Linked DNA regions of Mus musculus: region 1 is linked to region 2. A link is a contact called in public HiChIP or PLAC-seq data. All regions are on one chromosome and are shown on one strand. Each heading gives the region's core, a stretch centred on a gene start, on an enhancer-like site or on the middle of the called end of the contact. The rest is flanking DNA. Distances are from core to core; before and after follow the strand shown. Region 1 holds the start of Bmp4 (bone morphogenetic protein 4). Region 2 has its middle 30 kb from the start of E130120K24Rik.

Region 1 (4,433 bases), core at 518-3,017, 130 kb after region 2:
CACAGAGCCTGATGCCCCAGGAGTAATGTAATAGAGTAATGTAATGTAATGGAGTTTTAATTTTGTGTTGTTGTTTTAAATAATTAATTGTAATTTTGGCTGTGTTAGAAGCTGTGGGTACGTTTCTCAGTCATCTTTTCGGTCTGGTGTTATTGCCATACCTTGATTAATCGGAGATTAAAAGAGAAGGTGTACTTAGAAACGATTTCAAATGAAAGAAGGTATGTTTCCAATGTGACTTCACTAAAGTGACAGTGACGCAGGGAATCAATCGTCTTCTAATAGAAAGGGCTCATGGAGACCTGAGCTGATCTTTCTGTTCTGGATGAGAGAGGTGGTACCCATTGGAATGAAAGGACTTAGTCAGGGGCATACAGTGTGCTCCAGGCTGGGGATGGTCAGGATGTTGTGCTCAGCCTCTAACACTCCTTCCAACCTGACATTCCTTCTCACCCTTTGTCTCTGGCCAGTAGAATACAGGAACTCGTTCCTGTTTTTTTTTTTTTAAATTCTGAAGGTGTGTAAGTACAAAGGTCAGATGAGCGGCCCTAGGTCAAGACTGCTTTGTGGTGACAAGGGAGTATAACACCCACCCCAGAAACCAAGAACCGGAAATTGCTATCTTCCAGCCCTTTGAGAGCTACCTGAAGCTCTGGGCTGCTGGCCTCACCCCTTCCCTGCAGCTTTCCCTTTAGCAGAGGCTGTGATTTCCTTCAGCGCTCTGGGCAAATACTCTTAGCCTGGCTCACCTTCCCCATCCTCGTTTGTAAAAACAAAGATGAAGCTGATAGTTCCTTCCCAGCTCCATCAGAGGCAGGGTGTGAAATTAGCTCCTGTTTGGGAAGGTTTAAAAGCCGGCCACATTCCACCTCCCAGCTAGCATGATTACCAACTCTTGTTCTTACTGTTGTTATGAAAGACTCAATTCCTCATCTCCCTTCTTTTAAAAAGGGGCCAAAGGGCACTTTGTTTTTTTCTCTACATGGCCTAAAAGGCACTGTGTTACCTTCCTGGAAGGTCCCAAACAAACAAACAAACAAACAAAATAACCATCTGGCAGTTAAGAAGGCTTCAGAGATATAAATAGGATTTTCTAATTGTCTTACAAGGCCTAGGCCTGTTTGCCTGCCAAGTGCCTGCAAACTACCTCTGTGCACTTGAAATGTTAGACCTGGGGGATCGATGGAGGGCACCCAGTTTAAGGGGGGTTGGTGCAATTCTCAAATGTCCACAAGAAACATCTCACAAAAACTTTTTTGGGGGGAAAGTCACCTCCTAATAGTTGAAGAGGTATCTCCTTCGGGCACACAGCCCTGCTCACAGCCTGTTTCAACGTTTGGGAATCCTTTAACAGTTTACGGAAGGCCACCCTTTAAACCAATCCAACAGCTCCCTTCTCCATAACCTGATTTTAGAGGTGTTTCATTATCTCTAATTACTCGGGGTAAATGGTGATTACTCAGTGTTTTAATCATCAGTTTGGGCAGCAGTTATTCTAAACTCAGGGAAGCCCAGACTCCCATGGGTATTTTTGGAAGGTACAGAGACTAGTTGGTGCATGCTTTCTAGTACCTCTTGCACGTGGTCCCCAGGTGAGCCCCGGCTGCTTCCCGAGCTGGAGGCATCGGTCCCAGCCAAGGTGGCAACTGAGGGCTGGGGAGCTGTGCAATCTTCCGGACCCGGGCCTTGCCAGGCGAGGCGAGGCCCCGTGGCTGGATGGGAGGATGTGGGCGGGGCTCCCATCCCCAGAAGGGGAGGCGATTAAGGGAGGAGGGAAGAAGGGAGGGGCCGCTGGGGGGAAAGACTGGGGAGGAAGGGAAGAAAGAGAGGGAGGGAAAAGAGAAGGAAGGAGTAGATGTGAGAGGGTGGTGCTGGAGGGTGGGAAGGCAAGAGCGCGAGGCCTGGCCCGGAAGCTAGGTGAGTTCGGCATCCGAGCTGAGAGACCCCAGCCTAAGACGCCGCTGCGCTGCAACCCAGCCTGAGTATCTGGTCTCCGTCCCTGATGGGATTCTCGTCTAAACCGTCTTGGAGCCTGCAGCGATCCAGTCTCTGGCCCTCGACCAGGTTCATTGCAGCTTTCTAGAGGTCCCCAGAAGCAGCTGCTGGCGAGCCCGCTTCTGCAGGAACCAATGGTGAGCAGGGCAACCTGGAGAGGGGCGCTATTCTGAGGATTCGAGGTGCACCCGTAGTAGAAGCTGGGGATGGGGCTCAGGCTGTAACCGAGGCAAAAGTTGGCCTATTCCTCCTTCCTTCTCCAACAGTGTTGGAGGTGGGATGATGGAGGCTAAAAGGCACCTCCATATATGTTACTGCGTCTATCCAACCTACTTTAGGGAGGTGCGGGCCAGGAGAGGCGGGAAGGAGAGAAGGCCTTGGAAGAGAGGTCATTGGGAAGAACTGTGGGGTTTGGTGGGTTTGCTTCCACTTAGACTATAAGAGTGGGAGAGGAGGGAGTCAACTCTAAGTTTCAACACCAGTGGGGGACTGAGGACTGCTTCATTAGGAGAGAGAACCTAGCCAGAGCTAGCTTTGCAAAAGAGGCTGTAGTCCTGCTTTGCTCTAAAGCGCGACCCGGGATAGAGAGGCTTCCTTGAGCGGGGTGTCACCTAATCTTGTCCCCAACGCACCCCCTCCCAGCCCCTGAGAGCTAGCGAACTGTAGGTACAGAACTCGCTCCCATCTCCAGGAGCTATTTTCTTAGACATGGGCACCCATGCATTCTGCCTTCTGGTACTCTCCCCTCCCTGGGAAGGGGTGTAAGGTTCGACGGACCGTGGCCAGGATGCCGAAAGGCTACCTGTGCGGGTCTTCTGCCATGCTGTGTCTGTGCGGACATGCCAGCAGGGCTAATGAGGAGCTTGCGATACTCCAAAGGGTTCGGGAATTGCGGGGTCCTTACACGCAGTGGAGTTGGGCCCCGGGGACTCAGAAGGTTTCCCGCCACGGCTTTGGTTGATAGTTTTTTTAGTATCCTGGTTTATGAACTGAAGGTTTTGTGAGATGTTGAATCACTAGCAGGGTCATATTTGGCAAACCGAGGCTACTATTAAATTTTGGTTTTAGAAGAAGATTCTGGGGAGAAAGTGAAGGGTAACTGCCTCCAGGAGCTGTATCAACCCCATTAAGAAAAAAAAAAATACCAGGAGATGAAAATTTACTTTGATCTGTATTTTTTAATTAAAAAAAATCAGGGAAGAAAGGAGTGATTAGAAAGGGATCCTTGTGAAGTTGAAATTGAAACAAGTCCTTCGTCTATTTACTGGGCTTTAACGTCGAGAGCGCTCCACACACCGCCAAAGGCACAGGATTGTCCGGGGATCCTGAGCGTCGGCGGTTCCACGGTGCCCTCGCTCCGCGTGCGCCAGTCGCTAGCATATCGCCATCTCTTTCCCCCTTAAAAGCAAATAAACAAATCAACAATAAGCCCTTTGCCCTTTCCAGCGCTTTCCCAGTTATTCCCAGCGGCGACGCTGGTCGGGGAATAGAGAAATCGTCTCAGAAAGCTGCGCTGATGGTGGTGAGAGCGGACTGTCGCTCAGGGGCGCCCGCGGTCTCTGCACCCAGGGCAGCAGTGTGGGATGGCGCTGGGCAGCCACCGCCGCCAGGAAGGACGTGACTCTCCATCCTTTACACTTCTTTCTCAAAGGTTTCCCGAAAGTGCCCCCCGCCTCGAAAACTGGGGCCGGTGCGGGGGGGGGGGAGAGGTTAGGTTGAAAACCAGCTGGACACGTCGAGTTCCTAAGTGAGGCAAAGAGGCGGGGTGGAGCGGGCTCTGGAGCGGGGGAGTCCTGGGACTCCGGTCCTCGGATGGACCCCGTGCAAAGACCTGTTGGAACAAGAGTTGCGCTTCCGAGGTTAGAACAGGCCAGGCATCTTAGGATAGTCAGGTCACCCCCCCCCCCAACCCCACCCGAGTTGTGTTGGTGAATTTCTTGGAGGAATCTTAGCCGCGATTCTGTAGCTGGTGCAAAAGGAGGAAAGGGGTGGGGGAAGGAAGTGGCGCGCGCGGGGGTGGCGGTGGGGGTGGAGGTGGTTTAAAAAGTAAGCCAAGCCAGAGGGAGAGGTCGAGTGCAGGCCGAAAGCTGTTCTCGGGTTTGTAGACGCTTGGGATCGCGCTTGGGGTCTCCTTTCCGTGCCGGGTAGGAGTTGTAAAGCCTTTGCAACTCTGAGATCTGAAAAAAAATGTGATGCGCTCTTTCTTTGGCGACGCCTGTTTTGGAATCTGTCCGGAGTTAGAAGCTCAGACGTCCACCCCCCACCCCCCGCCCACCCCCTCTGCCTTGAATGGCACCGCCGACCGGTTTCTGAAGGATCTGCTTGGCTGGAGCGGACGCTGAGGTTGGCAGACACGGTGCGGGGACTCTGGCGGGGCTACTAGACAGTACTTCAGAAGCCGCTCCTTCTAACTTTCCCACACCGCTCAAACCCCGACA
Region 2 (4,635 bases), core at 936-3,435:
TTCTTTAATGGAGTTTATTTGAAGCCTCCGATGCTAATGTGAGCTCACAGATTGGGCAAGTTCCACCAAAATAACTTTCAAACTATTTGTACTCAATTAAATGTTTATTTAAAATTTTCTTTTGGTTTCTACTGCTGTAACTGTATTGTTCATTTTTCGAATACCGAAAGTGCTGTTGTTTAGTCTCAGAGGCATTGCTCGTTACAAATTTAACAACTGTGACATATTAAAAACAACATTTAGGGAAGAAATTAGGTTTGAGAGGATGTGGCCAGATGTTTCCATGGAGTTTCACCAAAATGTCACTTAAATGCCAGTAAGATTTGAAAAGGAAATCCCCCCCCCCGAAAGTTTCTCTGGCCATTTAACTGACCCCAGAATACTTTGCTGTCAGAGTCTCATTGGGAAACCTGTTTGATTTTCATTTTTAATCATGGTTTTCTTGAGGGTCTGTGAAATCTTTTCAGTATCAATTTTCTCTTATAAATGTACTATGGCAACTGACAAAATTGTGACAAAGTCACTGCCTTTGTGACCCTAGTTTTGACTGAAATGAGGTTCTGATACCTGTCATCTACGACTGCCAAGACAACTAAGTAAAACAATGTATGTGACAGTCTTCCCTGATGATGACATGTCAGATTGTGTCATTATTATTGCAGACAGTACTATTTGTTGATTGGGATTCAACCTCCCCCAAACAAACAAACAAACAAACAAACAAACAAACAAACAAAATCATTAAATGTTCTGGTGCTTCTTGACTCAGAAGAAAAGCAATCCTGTTTGAAGTTTTGATGAGGTGTTGGTGTCTGGTTGGGATTGTCAGTTAACACTGGGGAAAAACTCGAGTGTCTGAAGACAAGCAGGAGATGAAGTCATTATTATCTTCAGGTAAGTTGAATGGTAGTGAGGATAGAAGTCTTGGAGATAACCTGTACATTCTGAAGAGGAACTAGAAAGGAGCCGGAAGTAAAGACAAAAATAATAGAGACCTGGAGCCTAGGCAGAAGAGCCTAGGTTTCCTTTCTGTGGGAAGTCTCTGGGTGTCAGTGGCTTGATGGAACAGAAGTTCTCACTATTTGGTCCACGTTCAACAATACACAGAATCATAAAAGCATAGCAAAAGCTTGTACCACAGAGGTTTTTCAAGGAAAAAGGGATAAGCTCGGTCCAAAACTATTATGCAGGGCGGAGACATTCCAAGCATGCCATTCCATGCCTGTGCCAGGGGAATGTGGGCACAGCATAGAAACAATGGCCAAGGCTGGAGAGATTAAGAGGACCAGGGAAATTTTGAATAAAAAAAAAAAACAAGTAGTGAAGAGTGTACCCTACCTCCCACACACGAAAGCTTCCCTCTTTGGGGGTTTAAGTGTGGGTTGAATTAGTTTTTAGATTCATCAGCTATAAATCCCCAAAATTTGGTGCTAAATGATTAGAGCTGCATCTTGCAAAAAGTATACACACACACACACACACACACACACACACACACACACACACACACACAGAGAGAGAACCAGAAAAAGATACTGGATAAATAGTTTGTTGATATTTCAACTCCAAACTCAAAATGACACTATCATCTCTTTCCATTTTCCTGGATTCCAGGTGGGATAAACCTCCATAATGAAAGTTTGTTATATTTAAAAAATAAATGCAAACAGCCTTTCCAATCACTCTCGGAAATTCTGAACCTAGAGAAACATAGCCATTCCCGTCCACACATTTCCTTATCCTGGGAACGAGTATTGTCATGGTGGTTGTTTGGGCTCCATCCACATTTGTGATCCTTTGAAACATGAGAGGAGTTTTGATTTTGAAAGGTGCCCCACGATTCCCAAGAACTCTATTGGCTCACAGCTGTGGGAATGGCTGCATCTGCTTCGTGTTTATAGCCATCCATCTTCATTCTTTTTGGTAGATAAACTGAAAATAGGAGTAAACATGGCCCTCCCCAAAAAGGATATTTTTGGAGGTTTTTTCGATAAGAATTTTAGTTAAGTGCTTTGGGGGAAAATTACCACAACCCACTTCACTAAGAGCTATTGTTTTGTTTTCTTTGACTGATAATATATTTAACCAAAGAAGAACAATTCAGTTGCCTGGTGATGGGATGATTCAGTTTCTCCAAGGCGGGGTTCAGAGAACCTTAGTCACAGTCACCTGGAGAGTTCTGAAGACTTTAGATTCCTGGGCCCTACTCCAACCCTGTGACTCAGGAGCCTCAGGACCACAACGAGGAAGCTGTGTGTTTAGTGAGTCCTGCAGGTGGTTCCTATGTATCTTCATATGTAAGGGGGCATGATTCTTCAAATCAGCAATCAGTGCTTGATCTTGGGTGAGGTAGCTACATCACCCACCTCCAAGGTTCGGAGAGGAGTATCAGTGGGAGGAAGGATGGGAGAATATGAAAGTCAGAAGATGGAGAGGGATGTCGTGAGATGCTGCCTTCTGGACATGTGGGCATGGATTCTCACAGAATGGATGCTTACCTGCACAAGACCTGCTTAAGCCTAGGACCGCTAACTTCCCATTGAGCCTGAGGAGGGAGACTCATGAGGCCCTCAGTCCTTCCTAAGGAGCCACAGGCAGTTAGTTAATAGATGCTGGGAGGGAAGAGAGTCCTCGGTGATGTAGAGTAAGTTGCCTTTGCTCGTGAAAAATAACCTCTCAGTCAAGCTTATGTGAGCGATTTTAATTCAATACAGTGGGGTACACACAGAGAGGAGCAATTTTAATTCAATACAGTGGGGTGCACACAGAGAGACATGGGTAGGAGGGCTAACTTGTTGGGGAGACAAAGAGGTTCTATGGGAGTGTGAGGGATGTAAGATGTGAGAGGGATTTTATATATATATATATATATGTAATTTTTGAAGGATAAGTAATAAATAACATAAAAATAAATAAAAGAAATTTAAAATGAACAAATTAACAAACAAAAGTGCTTTTGCTCAGGAGTCCCTCTAACTCTGATGAAAGGGTCAGGGCCAAGTTGTCTTGGGAGGTGGGCAGCCCAGTTTAAAACCCAGTGAAAGTGATTTTTCCATCTCCTCAATGTCTCTCGTTTTGTTTGCTCTGTCCCAAAGCTTCCTTCACATGGCACAGCATTTGGAATTGAGGGTCCACCCTGAAGCAGTTTACTGTGGATCCTCTGCTGATGCTCGGCGACCATGAGTTACATTTTAAGAAGAGCTCCTACATTCGGTCAGCACAGTTGCCTGACAGCTCTGGGATATCAGGCAGATCTATGTCTACTTTCCAGGGCAGTGGTTCTTGGACTTTTAACTGCATGGTAGAATCTCGTGGATTTAGAACTCCTCCATCTCAGGCTAAACTCCAGACCAAAGTCATTAAACCTACAAGACAGGATCCAGGCCTCTGAGCTTTGTGACGCTCCCTGGTGATTCCAATGTACCATCAAGGCCAAGGCCTTCCTTCGGTCCTAGGGCATCTGGAGAAAGCACAGATTCTAACATCTGTAGGGATCATCAGTGGCTTTCTCTGCAGACAGAACTCTTCATTTCCTATGGTTAGGGCTATATGCATGGTTTAGAAGGCATTTCTTATGAAAATGTGTTCCAGAGAGAGAGTCTGAACATTTCTTTAGAGTGTTCAGCCACACTGTCGGAGCTCCAGCCCAGTCCACTGTTATTCGAATGAATTGCCGCTGGTATTTAAGCCTTCATCCATAGACTCATGCCAGTGTGTTCTGCCCCTGCCTGGCCTTGAAATACACAACACCAGCACTTCCTTTTGTCTGTATCAAGATGATCTACAAAATTTATCAGTCTTCAGCTCTTTTTTGTCTTCCCAAGAGCCAGTAACAGATCTCCAGTGAGCTGAAACAGGGTAAGTTGTTTTAAACTAGTGACTGCTTAATAAATTAGCCCAAGACGGCTCCTACAGCCAGTTTCCCAGGGTATCAGAGCAACACCGCAAGAAAAATTATTTCCATTAAACACCACAAAAATGTCTTTCCTGTGATACTTCACTAAAAGGGTGACATGTGCAAGAGTCTCAGTCACAAAACAGGAAAGCAATGTTTGAAAGTTAAATTAAAAAGTAAAGCATAGTTAAGATTTTATTGAGCTTAAACTCCACTCCTACCCCCTAAACATATAAATCTGTTCTGGGCTCTATGTCTCCCACTCAGATGGGTGATAAATTTTGGATGCTGGATTCTTATGTCTCTAAAAATAACGTTTACCTACAGTGAAGTGCAACATCTGGGCCCACTGGGAGAGTACAGAGTGGCCTTTTAGGTTAATTGTTTGTGTAGACAGGTTAGGTTTCCCAATGCTGAGAATGGTACCTGTTCTCTTTCTCTTGGCCTCATCCACCGGAGGTGAGGAGGATATCCCTGACTTTCCCATAGGCCTGCTCCTTCATGCAGAATGTCACCATCCATGCTGGGACATTGGGGAGATGGAGTATTTCCCATGTCATTTGAACTGAGGGACCTGCTGTTCCCAGAGCCACCTTGGTTCCTGTGGTTGAGGGGGATTAAAGAGGTTCCCTTCCATACCTCAGTGCTCCATAGTGAGTGCTGTCAGAACTGACCCATGTGTCTGTGACACTCTCAATGGAGTGCCTCTATGTCTCTCTCCCTCAGAAGGAGTTTTTCAT

Evidence for each region. HiChIP or PLAC-seq counts read pairs in DNA pulled down with a chosen protein or histone mark.
Region 1: an H3K27ac HiChIP or PLAC-seq map of a colorectal cancer cell line shows a contact between it and region 2, with 5 times the contacts expected there. The contact joins the promoter of Bmp4 here to the enhancer-like site in region 2. A contact is called at or near these places in 10 of 39 promoter capture datasets (the 3T3-L1 cell line, 3T3-L1-derived adipocytes, embryonic stem cells and 4 more), 12 of 484 Hi-C or Micro-C datasets (the C2C12 cell line, the HL-1 cell line, the MC3T3-E1 cell line and 6 more), 7 of 115 datasets of contacts at active chromatin or transcription factors (a colorectal cancer cell line, embryonic stem cells, kidney and 1 more) and 4 of 9 other capture datasets (adipose tissue, embryonic stem cells, liver and 1 more).

What each region holds. Positions count from the first base shown.
Region 1 is chr14:46,388,003-46,392,435 of GRCm38.p6, reverse strand. Bmp4 (bone morphogenetic protein 4) reads left to right here and starts at 1,767. Exons shown (of 4, transcript NM_007554.3): 1 at 1,767-2,132. Gm15222 (predicted gene 15222) reads right to left here. Exons shown (of 1, transcript NR_166856.1): 1 at 3,154-4,433. RefSeq lists promoters at 678-2,084, 1-2,084, 2,135-4,092, 4,185-4,433.
Region 2 is chr14:46,514,026-46,518,660 of GRCm38.p6, reverse strand. No RefSeq gene overlaps it. Among named protein-coding and RNA genes, the nearest start is that of E130120K24Rik, 30 kb to the left of the region's middle. Within about 2 kb of position 2,185, at least 49 of the 459 cell types and tissues checked have an H3K27ac peak or open chromatin away from gene starts, as enhancers often do. A contact at or near this core is called in the C2C12 cell line, the HL-1 cell line, a colorectal cancer cell line and 3 more, where this site is marked.